Regions from separate parts of the Zea mays genome. Here region 1 is linked to region 2. Evidence: chromatin contacts called from public Hi-C data. All regions are on one chromosome and are shown on one strand. The core of a region is the stretch at or near the end of the contact, and the rest is flanking DNA. Distances in the headings are between cores, read along the strand shown.

Region 1 (5,619 bases), core at 1,600-4,099, 240 kb after region 2:
TTTTTTTCCCTTTTGAGAATTCCTTGTGCTGGAGAACAAATAATTACATGAATGAGTCAAGAAATTACTATATTGCGCCCCGGTGCATTGTTGATATTAGTGAGGTGAGCATAAATGCATTTTTCATATTTGCACAATGTTTTAATCATTTCAGTTCTGAAATTCAGAAAGTAAATAAACTGATCAATAGTCGGTTTTCAAACATGATATACCAGATGAAAGTTATCTATGATTGGTTTTAATATTTTATCAGGCTCCCACATTTATGTTATATCTCAGGAGTTCAAAATGGGAATGGGCAGTGTGACTTTTCTGACGAAGCTGGTCACACAAAGACTATGGACCAAACCATTTCCCTTGGCACCAATCTAACATTAGAACACTGACAAATAGTTCCATCAAATCAGGTTACTTTTCTTTGCACTGCTCAGAAAGGTTTCAGGTTAACAGAATGCAGCACAAATATAGAATACAGGTAATTAAGTTGGAAGTTGCAATCCCTAATTGTGTAAATAAGTTAGTAAGACATTCCAAATAAAACATTCATATTTCTGACAAATAAAACTTTATGTTCAGATCCAGTAACCAATTATTTTTTTGGAGATCATATACAGTTTCAGAACTGCAACTCAAAAGATAAAACCAACAACAATTGTCCCAGTTCTTTCAGTCATAAAAACTATCAAGCATAACCTATAAACCGATTATTCATGCACATGCATAAAATAGGCTAGAAATGGGGAAAATCTCATTTGTGAATAAGATAAAAATAATAATAAAATAAATTCTCATGGATACGATGGTCCAAGTTTATAACAAGGTGAATAAAAATCTGGTACTAGTTACCGTGCGGTCCGCTTACTTTTTGCCATGCACATATCATCCTGGCCTTCTCAATAAGACTATCCAGCCATGCATGCTGATCAAGTAGGAGTTTTCTCTCTTTAGATGTTCCACGAGCATTAGAAGTGTCCCGGATAAGTTTTTTTAGCTTCAGTTCATCCTCCTTCAACTGCTCAAATACTTCAACTGCTTTCGTAACAGTTTCAATATTCTGGTGAATTTGTTCAATTAGAGCATCCTCATCTTCCAAGGATCTTGCTACTTCAAGAGCTTTATTGTAACAAAGTTTTGCATTGTCATACTTCTGAACTCGATAATGTAACTCCCCCAGATTTATGAATCCTTTTGCCTCACCTTGAAGATGGCGTATTTTTCTACATATCTCTATGTCCTTCTCAATGTGCCCCCTGGCTTTTTTCCAATTCTGTAGTTCAGTATAAACATTTCCGAGATTATGATGGAGCCTAGTGCGAGCATCATCATACGAATCTACCTCTTCGTCGTCGCATATCTTCAGGCCCTGGATAAGTAGTTTCTCAGCTTCTTCAAAATTATCAAGTTCCAGCTCAAGCATGCCCATATTATTGTACGCATCAATAAGTTCTTTTAGAAAGTCCGACTTTTGGGAAGGGGATCTCTCCTTTAGAATCCTTGCCAGCTTCATCGAAGATTTAAAGTACTTTTTTGCATTCCTTATGGCACTATGGTCATTTTCAGATCTTAGAAGGATTTCATGGTATGTTCTCCCAAGCTGTGTGGTAGCTCGCTGCTGCTCAACAAGGTCATCAGACTCCTTTGCGAGCTGTAGATGCTTCTTCTGTCAAGCCAACAAACATCAAGGTAAATGGAAGTTTGAGTTCATGTAGCAGAATCAGCAAAATGTATGAAATGAGGTCTGAGTATTATTCTAATTCTTAGCATCTCAATTATAACAAGAGGTTAGCATTTAACACCGGAGGCAGTGACCAAATCACCTAATGACCATATCTTGATAAATGTACATGCACTGTGACAGGGTAGATACAGCATGATCAGTAATACTCCCTCCATTTTTTTTATTTGTCGCTGGATAGTTGAATTTTACACTAACAAACGACGAATAAAAAAGATCGGAGGTAGATAATGTAATGTAATCCAACTATCCAAGGTCAATAAGCGTGTGAAAAAACTAAAACAATTAACATGTGCCTAAACCCAACACTGCAAGCCAAGGGTCACATATACATCACTAAATATCAGACCTTTGAAAGAATATATTATCATATAAGACAGATGCACTACCAGAAAGTCCACACCACAGCTGGTATTCAATTGTATATATATACAGTGCCTAATAACATAATTTGAGAATAATCGAACCCTACACTGCAGTCCAAATGCATGCCCAGATCAATAGTCCACCAAATGGTTAAAAATTCATAAATTCAGCACCGAAATTACAACTGCGAGTGGGAATGCATTAGCGTTATACTGCATAGCACACCTCCTGTCGTTTAAAACATCTGAAACCATGGTCGGTATTCGGTAGGCAAGTAAGCGAGATGGATGGTGGAATCTGAGGAGTGAGTAGTGACCTGGTAGGTGAGCGCCTCCGAGAAGCGGCCGAGGCGGAGGTAGACCTCGCCGAGCGACTGACAGGAGGGGAGGAGGTGCCGCTGCGGGAGGTGCTTTACGGAGACCTCGTAGTCCGCCCGAAGCCACCGGAGGGCCTCGACGTACTCGCAGCGGCGCTTGTAGATGTCGCCGATGACGTTAGCCCAGCGCGCCTCCTCCTCCCGATTACCCTCCGCCGACGCCTCCTTGTAACCGCGCTTCGCCCCCCGCAGCTCCTCCTCATCCTCCTTCTTCGACCGCCCCCCGCCGCCGCGCGCCATCGCCGCCGCTACGACTGAGGACCCGACGCCTGACTTTTTTCCCTTTTTCCACCCGAATTTTCCGTCAAGGGCCGAGAGGAAGGAAAACGCCGGACTGATCAGATGGAAGGGGATTCTCCCGCCAAATTATTTCAGGGCCCCGCCTCCAGTTTCACTAATCTCTTCTCTGCGTTTCTCGTGGGCCTGCGTAGGAAGCATGTAATATGGGCCATGGCCTGTAGGAGGAGGATATCTTAAGCTTCTGGGGTGTCTCTCTTGTTGTTCGGTCCTTCAATCAAAAAAGAAAATATATATATATAGAGCAGATATAACGGGAGCCATGGGTTTCTAATAGTTAAAGGAAGCTCAGGTCGATCATCCCTGCAACCTGGTTCAACCCAGCGCACCGACTAGACCAGGCTGTCGGTTGCACCACCCGCGCCCACGTCTGTGCGCGCAAAAAAGAATGCATGCATGAGTCAAAGTCAAACACGTCACTTGCATGCGCATAAATTTAGGAAAGATATGTACGGCGGTTTGTATTTTTAAATATTTTATTTCCTCCATAAATTTAGGATCGCTGCAACAGCCATGCAACTAGACTCGTAAGGACCATTTTATGATATATACTGCTATTAAATATGCTACCCTGTGTAGATAATTATGCAATTCGGTATACTGCGTAAAAATCTGTTACCACCTGCATGCACACGAATTTATGATGAAAATAATGTGTAATGAAAGGAAATGAATTACACGCATAGAAACAAAAATTCGTATTTAATGTTTTATTTCCTTCATAAATATAGGATCCCTCCAACAGCCATGCAGCTAAACACATTATATCTAGTTTATGATATATATTGGTACAAATTATACTATATGGTGTAGCTATTTATGCAATTCGTTACACTGCGTAAAAAATCTGGCATGTTGTTCACTGGTGGACGCATCTCCGGGTTGGAGCGTAATAACCTTAAGTTTTGAGCATAAAATCCTTCCATTATAAGCGTAAATACCGAGTCAATGTGAGAGGTTGATAGCTCTAGTAGGTTGTTATTACGATCCTATTTTTATGGCAGATCCGAAAAATATGGCAGCCGCATGCATGCGGTTATACAGATCCAAAAATTATGGCAAAATGCATGCATGAGTCAAACACGTTCTCTTGCATGCGCGTAAATTTAGGAAAGATATGTGTGGCGGGTTCTATGTTAAATGCTTTATTTCCTCCATAAATTTAGGATCGCTGCAACAGCTATGCAGCTAGACTCGTAATGACCATTTTATGATATATACTGATACTAAATATGTCATTGTAGATAATTATGCAATTCGGTATACTGCTTAAAAAATCTGGCATGTTGTTCACTGGTGGATGTATCTTCGGTGGAGCGTAAAAACCTTAAGTTTTGAGCATAAAATCCCTCAATTATAAGCGTAAATACCGAGTCAATGTGAGAGGTTGATAGCTCTAGTAGGTTGTTATTACTATCCTATTTTTATGACAGATCCGAAAACATGGCAGCCGCATGCATGCGGTTTCTATTTTTATACAGATCCAAAAATTATGGCAAAAATCGTGGGAGCTTCCATTGCATGCACGCAAATTACGAACAACATAAATCAAGAAATTGTCTTTCCAATGTGCATGCAGTAAACTGATATACGAACTCCATGTTTAAGCATAAAATCGTACAGTTTTTGGCGTAAATAATACATGTGGTAGGCATAAAACACAATAATCGAAAAGAAAACTGCGCCGGATCGGAGGATGTCACGCGCGATCATCGCTGCGTGCATCTCGGGCCTTCCGTGACGCCGCTCGCTCGAACATCGCGCCTCATGCGTCGTCGTCGCTACTCGCACGTCGACGGGCGTCGCTTGCTCGCCGGCCTTGGAAGTGCCGCCTCCTCGGGACCTCGGGGACGCCGCCGGTTGCCCGCACAAGGGCCCCGCTGTCGCTCGCCCTCCGGATCGGGGAGCCGCCGCCACCGACCTGGGAACCGCTGCCACTACTCTGGATCGAGGAACCTCCGCCACCGCGCGTCGAGGTCATGGAGTTGCAGCCACCGGCTGGGGGTCCACCGCCGCGCACGCTCTGGGGCAACCGCCGTCGTCGCACACGGCGTCGCTAATGAATCGGGGTGGAGCGTAAAAAACTGAACCCTAGCACTCCGGGTCCTATTTTATAGACGTCCGGATGTGGTCCGGCTCGACCGGATTGCACCGTCCGACCTGGGCTTCCTCTAGTTATTGGAAGCCCAGGGCTCCTAATATATAAACTATATATATATATATCACCTCCTTCAATTATAGCGAAAAGATATCTCTCAACAATATAATTAGATATATATTTACTCTCTTATTTTCAAAATAGGGCACATGATATTTCTAACTGTTTTCCAGGATGGTTCTCCACCTTGGTGTTTTTTTATTTTGTCTAAATCATTGAAAACTCATAGTAAATCATAGAAAAATCAATTTTATTAAACTCCACGTGAGTCTATAGAATGAACATATGATATAGTATTCTGTAATACAAAGTTTTTGGTATAGATTTAGATATATGTTTTTATAATTAAATTAAGCTACATCTCCTATGGTCCAGTTATGGTAAAATTATGTTGTGGTGATCATTGTGTGCTTAAGGTATAGCAAAAATCATAGCCACAGTTTATTCTCCTCACCGGCATGTAGGGCATCACCGACGTGTGGCTATCCTGGCTTCACTAGTGTTTTCTTTATGTTCACATCGAGTTTGCCCTACGATGAGCTCCATCGATTTCTACTTTGGTAATCCCATAACAGGATTGACAATCATGATACATCGATAACTGGTGTGTTAGGTAGAAGCTTTCAACGAAAGGACGGTCATAAGCCCAATGGACCTTAGGATCGATGTCACATTCTTGGTGTGTCT
Region 2 (5,308 bases), core at 1,366-3,865:
ACTACTACGGTAGTAGATAGGAGAGGTAGGTTGCTAGTCGATCTTGTAGAACTTGGACGGCTGGAGCCCTGCCGTGAAGTTGAAGTACTTGAGCGCCTCTGCCCACCTCGGGTTGCTCTTGAGCCTGTGCACGCCGATGGTGGTGGGCATGAACTCGTGCTCGCACTGGTCCACGGGCACCGGGTTGAGGTAGTCGTGGATGGCCGGCTTGGCGTTGAAGCGGTTCTTCCCCTTGCCCCCGATCCTGAGCCAGAGGCCGGTGAGCATGTCCTCCGTGCCCACGCTGTGGTTGCGCGCCACGTCGGAGGTGGCGATCCACTGCACGAGGTCCCACGACAGCGCGTAGGCCATGCCGGCCATGTACTCCCGGAACGGGTCCATGCTATCGCAGGGGATGGTGGCGCCGTAGTACATGTCCTCCCGGGGCATCCCGCCCAGCGACCCCACCAGCTGCGGCAGGCGGAGGAAGATGTCGTCGTCGGCCTTCATCACGTAGTCGTACGGCTCGTCGGCGTAGAGCGCCGCCACCGCCGACAGGAACGTGTACGTCTTCCCGCCGTTGAGGTTCTCCTCGCAGCCGTCGAGCACGATGACGTCGCCGTGGGCGAGGATCTCGAGCGGCACCAGCACGCGCTGGTCGTCCTTGTACAGCCGGCAGAAGACGAAGCGGACGTCCACGTGCGCCGCGAGCCCACCCGGCGACGCGAGCTGCAGCCCGTACACCATGCGCAGCAGGTGCCGCCGCTCGTACAGGTCCGCGCGGGTCAGCACGCCGATGAGCAGCCGGAACTCGGGCTTCCGGACCGCCGCCGGCTCCGCGGCTGCCGGGCCGCACGCGCTCAGCATCGCCTGCAGCTCGAACTCCTTGGGATACACGAAGAGGAAGATGAAGGCCAGGAGCAGGAGCGGCAGGAGGACCAGCGCCTTGCTGGAGGCTGACAGCCTGGGGAGGCCGCCTCCACCGCCGCCGTGCCTCTGCTTCGTGCCGACCTGCTGGAGCGCGTCTTTGCCGTTGCCCATGAACGACTTGAGCAAATTCTTCTTCTTCGGCGGCGGCGGTGGCATATCGAATTGCAGGCAATGAGGCAGATAAAAAAGCGCACACACAGTCGTCGTCGCCTGATATGACGGTAGGCTGCTATACTGACATGGAAGGCAGCTGAAGGGGAAGCAGAGTCGGTTCTTTTTGCCGGTGGTGAGAACTGGGAAGCTTAGCCAGCACGGAAATGGCGACGCCTTTATTGCCTAGAGGTTGGCGAGGGTGAGGCGCGGAGTCCGTGCGTGGGAATGGAGAGGTAGGCGCGGCATGCGAGGTCTCGTCTCGGGCGAACGTAACGTAGCCCGGTGGGGTCAATGACGACGTTTGCATGCAGATGCAGTGAGCGAGATGCGTGGCTCGATTTGTCAACACTCACCTTGCGTGAAGAACAAATTAACGAACGAATTGGGGACGTACTTCCGGGGATTTGGAACTTCGCGTGCCATCTCTGGCTGCGATAATCGCAACGCCCCATGCGGAGGCCAAAGCAGTGCCATGTGGTACGCAACGTCAACGGATGGCTGGGGCGTTGGGCTAGCACATAGCAGCTGGCCTGTGTGGGAGCTGATCACGTAAAATAAGAGATTTATATGTTAAATTATATTGTTTATAGGTGATTTGTACGCAGTAGCGGGCCTAGGATTTTGTTAAGGATATGCCATAATAATTTTTTACACTATTTATAATAACTCATGTATAATTTAGTATTCTATTGGTTGGTTGGCTTATAAATGGACCTATATGTATACTAAGTATGTGCTCGTTAGGGCTGGAAAATTAGCTCGAGGCTCGCGAGCCGGCTCGAGCTCGGAGCGGCTCGGCTCGGCTCGGAGCGGCTCGCGAGCCTCGAACGAGCCGAGCCTCTTCTTCAAGCTCGTTTTTGTAGCGAGCCGAGCTGAGCCAGCTCGCGAGCCTTGAAAAAATGATGAATTTATGGAATAATAATGCATATTAGATAATTTTATGGATAATAGCTCATTTTTTAGTCTTTGATGATGAATATATAATGTTAATTCACCAAATAATGCAACGATAAGTACCAGAATATGGCTCGCGAGCCGAGCCGAGCCGGCTCGCGAGCCAAGGTCGAGCCGAGCCGAGCCGAGCTCGTTCAGTCACCGAGCCACGAGAGTAAAAAAATAGTATGAAATATATATACGGAACGACAAATATCACTATGATATGAAAAACTCGTGTTACAGTTAATATTATATTGACGATATAAATATATAATATTATTATAAATATGCCGACCCAAATAGATTAAATTGATGTCAAACAAACATTAACAATATCGTATAAATTGTTTCTAAAGAGTCATTATAGAATTTTTAATGATATGTTAATATGTCGACCATCATATATTAATCTAATCTTAGGTCTCTCTTGTATTGTATGTTTTTGCAGTCATGACATATAGAAATACTGTGATAATTTGATGTTATATAGCAAAAAAAAAATGTACATTTCCAAGCTTAATATCTTTCAATGTTACTTATCCAATCCCACGGTGTACGATAGGCAAAGCAATATCTAGCTGCGTCCGATCGATCAGTCACACGGTGTACAAAGGTCCCTTGGTCAAGTGTAAAGAAAGAACACCGATAAAACGCCGTCGAACTACTCCGGACGGGAAGCACCTCCAATCCCCTCGCCCCCACGGACCCTCGCCGCCGGGGAAGCGCCGCTCGCTCAGGAGGACAGCCATGGCGCCGGAGCCGGAGGATGATATTATGAACGAGAAGAATCCCCGCCCGCTCGACGAGGACGACATCGCGCTCCTCAAAACCTATGTGCGTGCCTCGACCCTCGTTTGGATCTCTCTGATCTCGTGGATCTAGGGTTCTTTGGTGATTTTGTATTGGGGTAGGGCTTAGGAGTTGTGTTCCCTCGTGGCTCAGGCTTGAGATCGGTTTAGGGTTTTGATTTCGTCTGTCGTTTGTGACGGCATCGTGCTTTTACCAGATTTAGGTCACCGTGTGTGATTTGAGGGGAAGAAGCTGCTGGTTTTTGCTAATTTTAGTTCGCTGGATGCTGCTGCAGGGGCTTGGGCCGTACTCGACTAGCATTAAGAAGGTCGAGAAGGAGATCAAGGAAATGGCCAAGAAAATCAATGACCTTTGTGGTGAGTGATAATTCTATTATGATCTTTTTGGTGTGGCGATGGAGATGTAGGGCAGTTTGTTTCTGAGTCGGTCCTAAGGATAGGTTTCATCACTTCGTGGCATTTTATTCATCTTCTAGCTTAGACTGTTGAGTTATTACACTGAGAATTAAATTCACCTGGAAGCACTTGTTTCAGCTGGCTGTTTACTTGCAGCTAATAGGAAGTTTCATTTACTAGTTTGGGAACTCCATTTCCCAAGGGATTTTTATTTCCCCAAGGGAAAATGAACTAATTTCCCTTGTGAAAATGAAAATCTCTTGGAAAAATAGGGTTGCCAAACTAGCCCTTACTTGAGGATCTCACATATAGTTATTCAAATGGTTAAGGTGTAGCTATGTATTATTTTAGTGTGTTAACTTGAAACATTATAGTTTACTATATTTTTTCTCAACGAGGGTAAAAATTGATGCAATTTGTATCTTTAGTCGATGACTCTGTGGTTTTAGCACGGAACTGCTGTTATATTTACCATGCACTGTAGATAATTGACATGTTATTAACTTAATACTCCCTTCGTTCCAAATTATAAAACATTTTGGCTTTTCAAGATACATATGTTTTGTTATGCACTTGGATGAACATTATGTCTAGATACATAAAAACAATGTATCTAGAGAAGCCAAAACGTCTTATAATTTGGAATGGAGGGAGTAGTGTAGTAAGATGAATTGGCTATGAGATCACTTCATATGTCTGGTCTTTTCTATTTTGTTCTATGTTGTTCTGCAATTTATCAGTTTGTTTTAATGCTAGGAAGGTCCTTTTGAATCAGCATACCTGAGATGTGTTCTTATACTAAATGCAGGTATAAAGGAGTCTGATACAGGGTTGGCTCCACCTAGCCAGTGGGATTTGGTTTCAGATAAACAGATGATGCAAGAAGAACAACCGTTACAAGTATATTAAATGACCCTGATATTGTGTTACTTCGTAGATTTTACTTTTACAGCTTTGAGTTATGACCTACCATGCATGATAGTTGGTAGAAATCTTTTTGGTTTCAATTTTACATGTGCTAGTGCATTAATAACTTCTCTTTCTCTTTCTGCAGGTGGCAAGGTGTACAAAGATCATAAGCCCTAATACGGATGATGCCAAATATGTTATAAATGTAAAACAAATCGCAAAAGTATGCCATGCTCGTGTCATTTTTCTCATCTCATGCCACCTAGAATTTGTGCAGCTTTTTATGCCTTGTAATGAATCCTGCAGTTTGTTGTTGGACTGGGGGATAAAGTGTCTCCAACTGACATCGAGGAAGGGATGAGGGTCGGGTATGCCACCCTGTATTTTCAGTTTAAGCTTTCTCTGTTTAGTATATCAATACTTAGTCCTTCATTTCTACTACAGCACTGTGATGCATTTATGTGCTCATGCTAAATGTATACTATAGTTTCCAATAATTATTTGTAAGGAAATGATATGCTATCATGCGAGCTGCATTTCTTATGAGAATAATGCTTATTGATGTGATTTATTAGAAGCCTTAAAAAACAATGGCCATTCATGTAGTGATTGCCATGTCCCTAGAAAAATGTCATAGACTTACATGATTGACATAGATGGGAAACATTGTTTTATTGAATCAACTGTACGTTTAACTCCATGACTTGGCAGACATGTAGTATTTTCTGAAAATCATTATTGAATCTAGTACACCTCTTTGTATTTTTAGTAATCTTTGAGTAGGGCTATTGAATCTAGTAATCTTTGCTAGGGTATAAAGCTTTCTGCCCTATGTAATATTTAGAGATGAAAAGGTCAGTTAATCTAAAAATGATCCTGTGCATTCATTTTCTTGTTGAAACATCACTGGCCTTTCGGTTATTTCTCTGCGCGCTGTGCTATTTTTACCGAATAAGTTGAACCTTTTCCCACCTAGTGAAAACTTTGTGATCTCACACGTATGCTTGTTGCAGTGTTGATCGCAACAAGTACCAGATTCAAATCCCTCTTCCACCAAAAATTGACCCAAGTGTTACCATGATGACCGTGGAGGAAAAGCCAGATGTGACGTACAATGATGTTGGTGGCTGCAAGGAGCAGATTGAGAAAATGCGTGAAGTATGTGATCCTTTTTTCTTCTTGTGAGCTGGCACATA

What was found. Hi-C and Micro-C count contacts between places; a contact is called where the count stands out from the background.
Region 1: a contact with region 2 is called in a Hi-C map of leaf, with 2.8 times the contacts expected there. The contact joins the promoter of LOC103504718 here to the promoter of LOC100272769 in region 2. A contact is called at or near these places in 12 of 25 Hi-C or Micro-C datasets (bundle sheath, ear, endosperm and 3 more).

The regions. Positions count from the first base shown.
Region 1 is chr4:181,035,105-181,040,723 of Zm-B73-REFERENCE-NAM-5.0, forward strand. It overlaps LOC103504718 (Protein TONSOKU), which reads right to left and starts at 2,850. Exons shown (of 20, transcript XM_008681025.2): 1 at 2,418-2,850; 2 at 863-1,660; 3 at 1-28. The coding sequence starts at 2,717.
Region 2 is chr4:180,797,786-180,803,093 of Zm-B73-REFERENCE-NAM-5.0, forward strand. It overlaps LOC100272769, which reads left to right and starts at 2,616. Exons shown (of 10, transcript NM_001147222.1): 1 at 2,616-2,832; 2 at 3,083-3,164; 3 at 4,012-4,103; 4 at 4,258-4,335; 5 at 4,419-4,480; 6 at 5,126-5,270. The coding sequence starts at 2,746. It overlaps LOC100216785 (Galactosyltransferase family protein), which reads right to left and starts at 1,183. Exons shown (of 1, transcript NM_001143184.1): 1 at 1-1,183. The coding sequence starts at 1,065. The coding sequence ends at 34.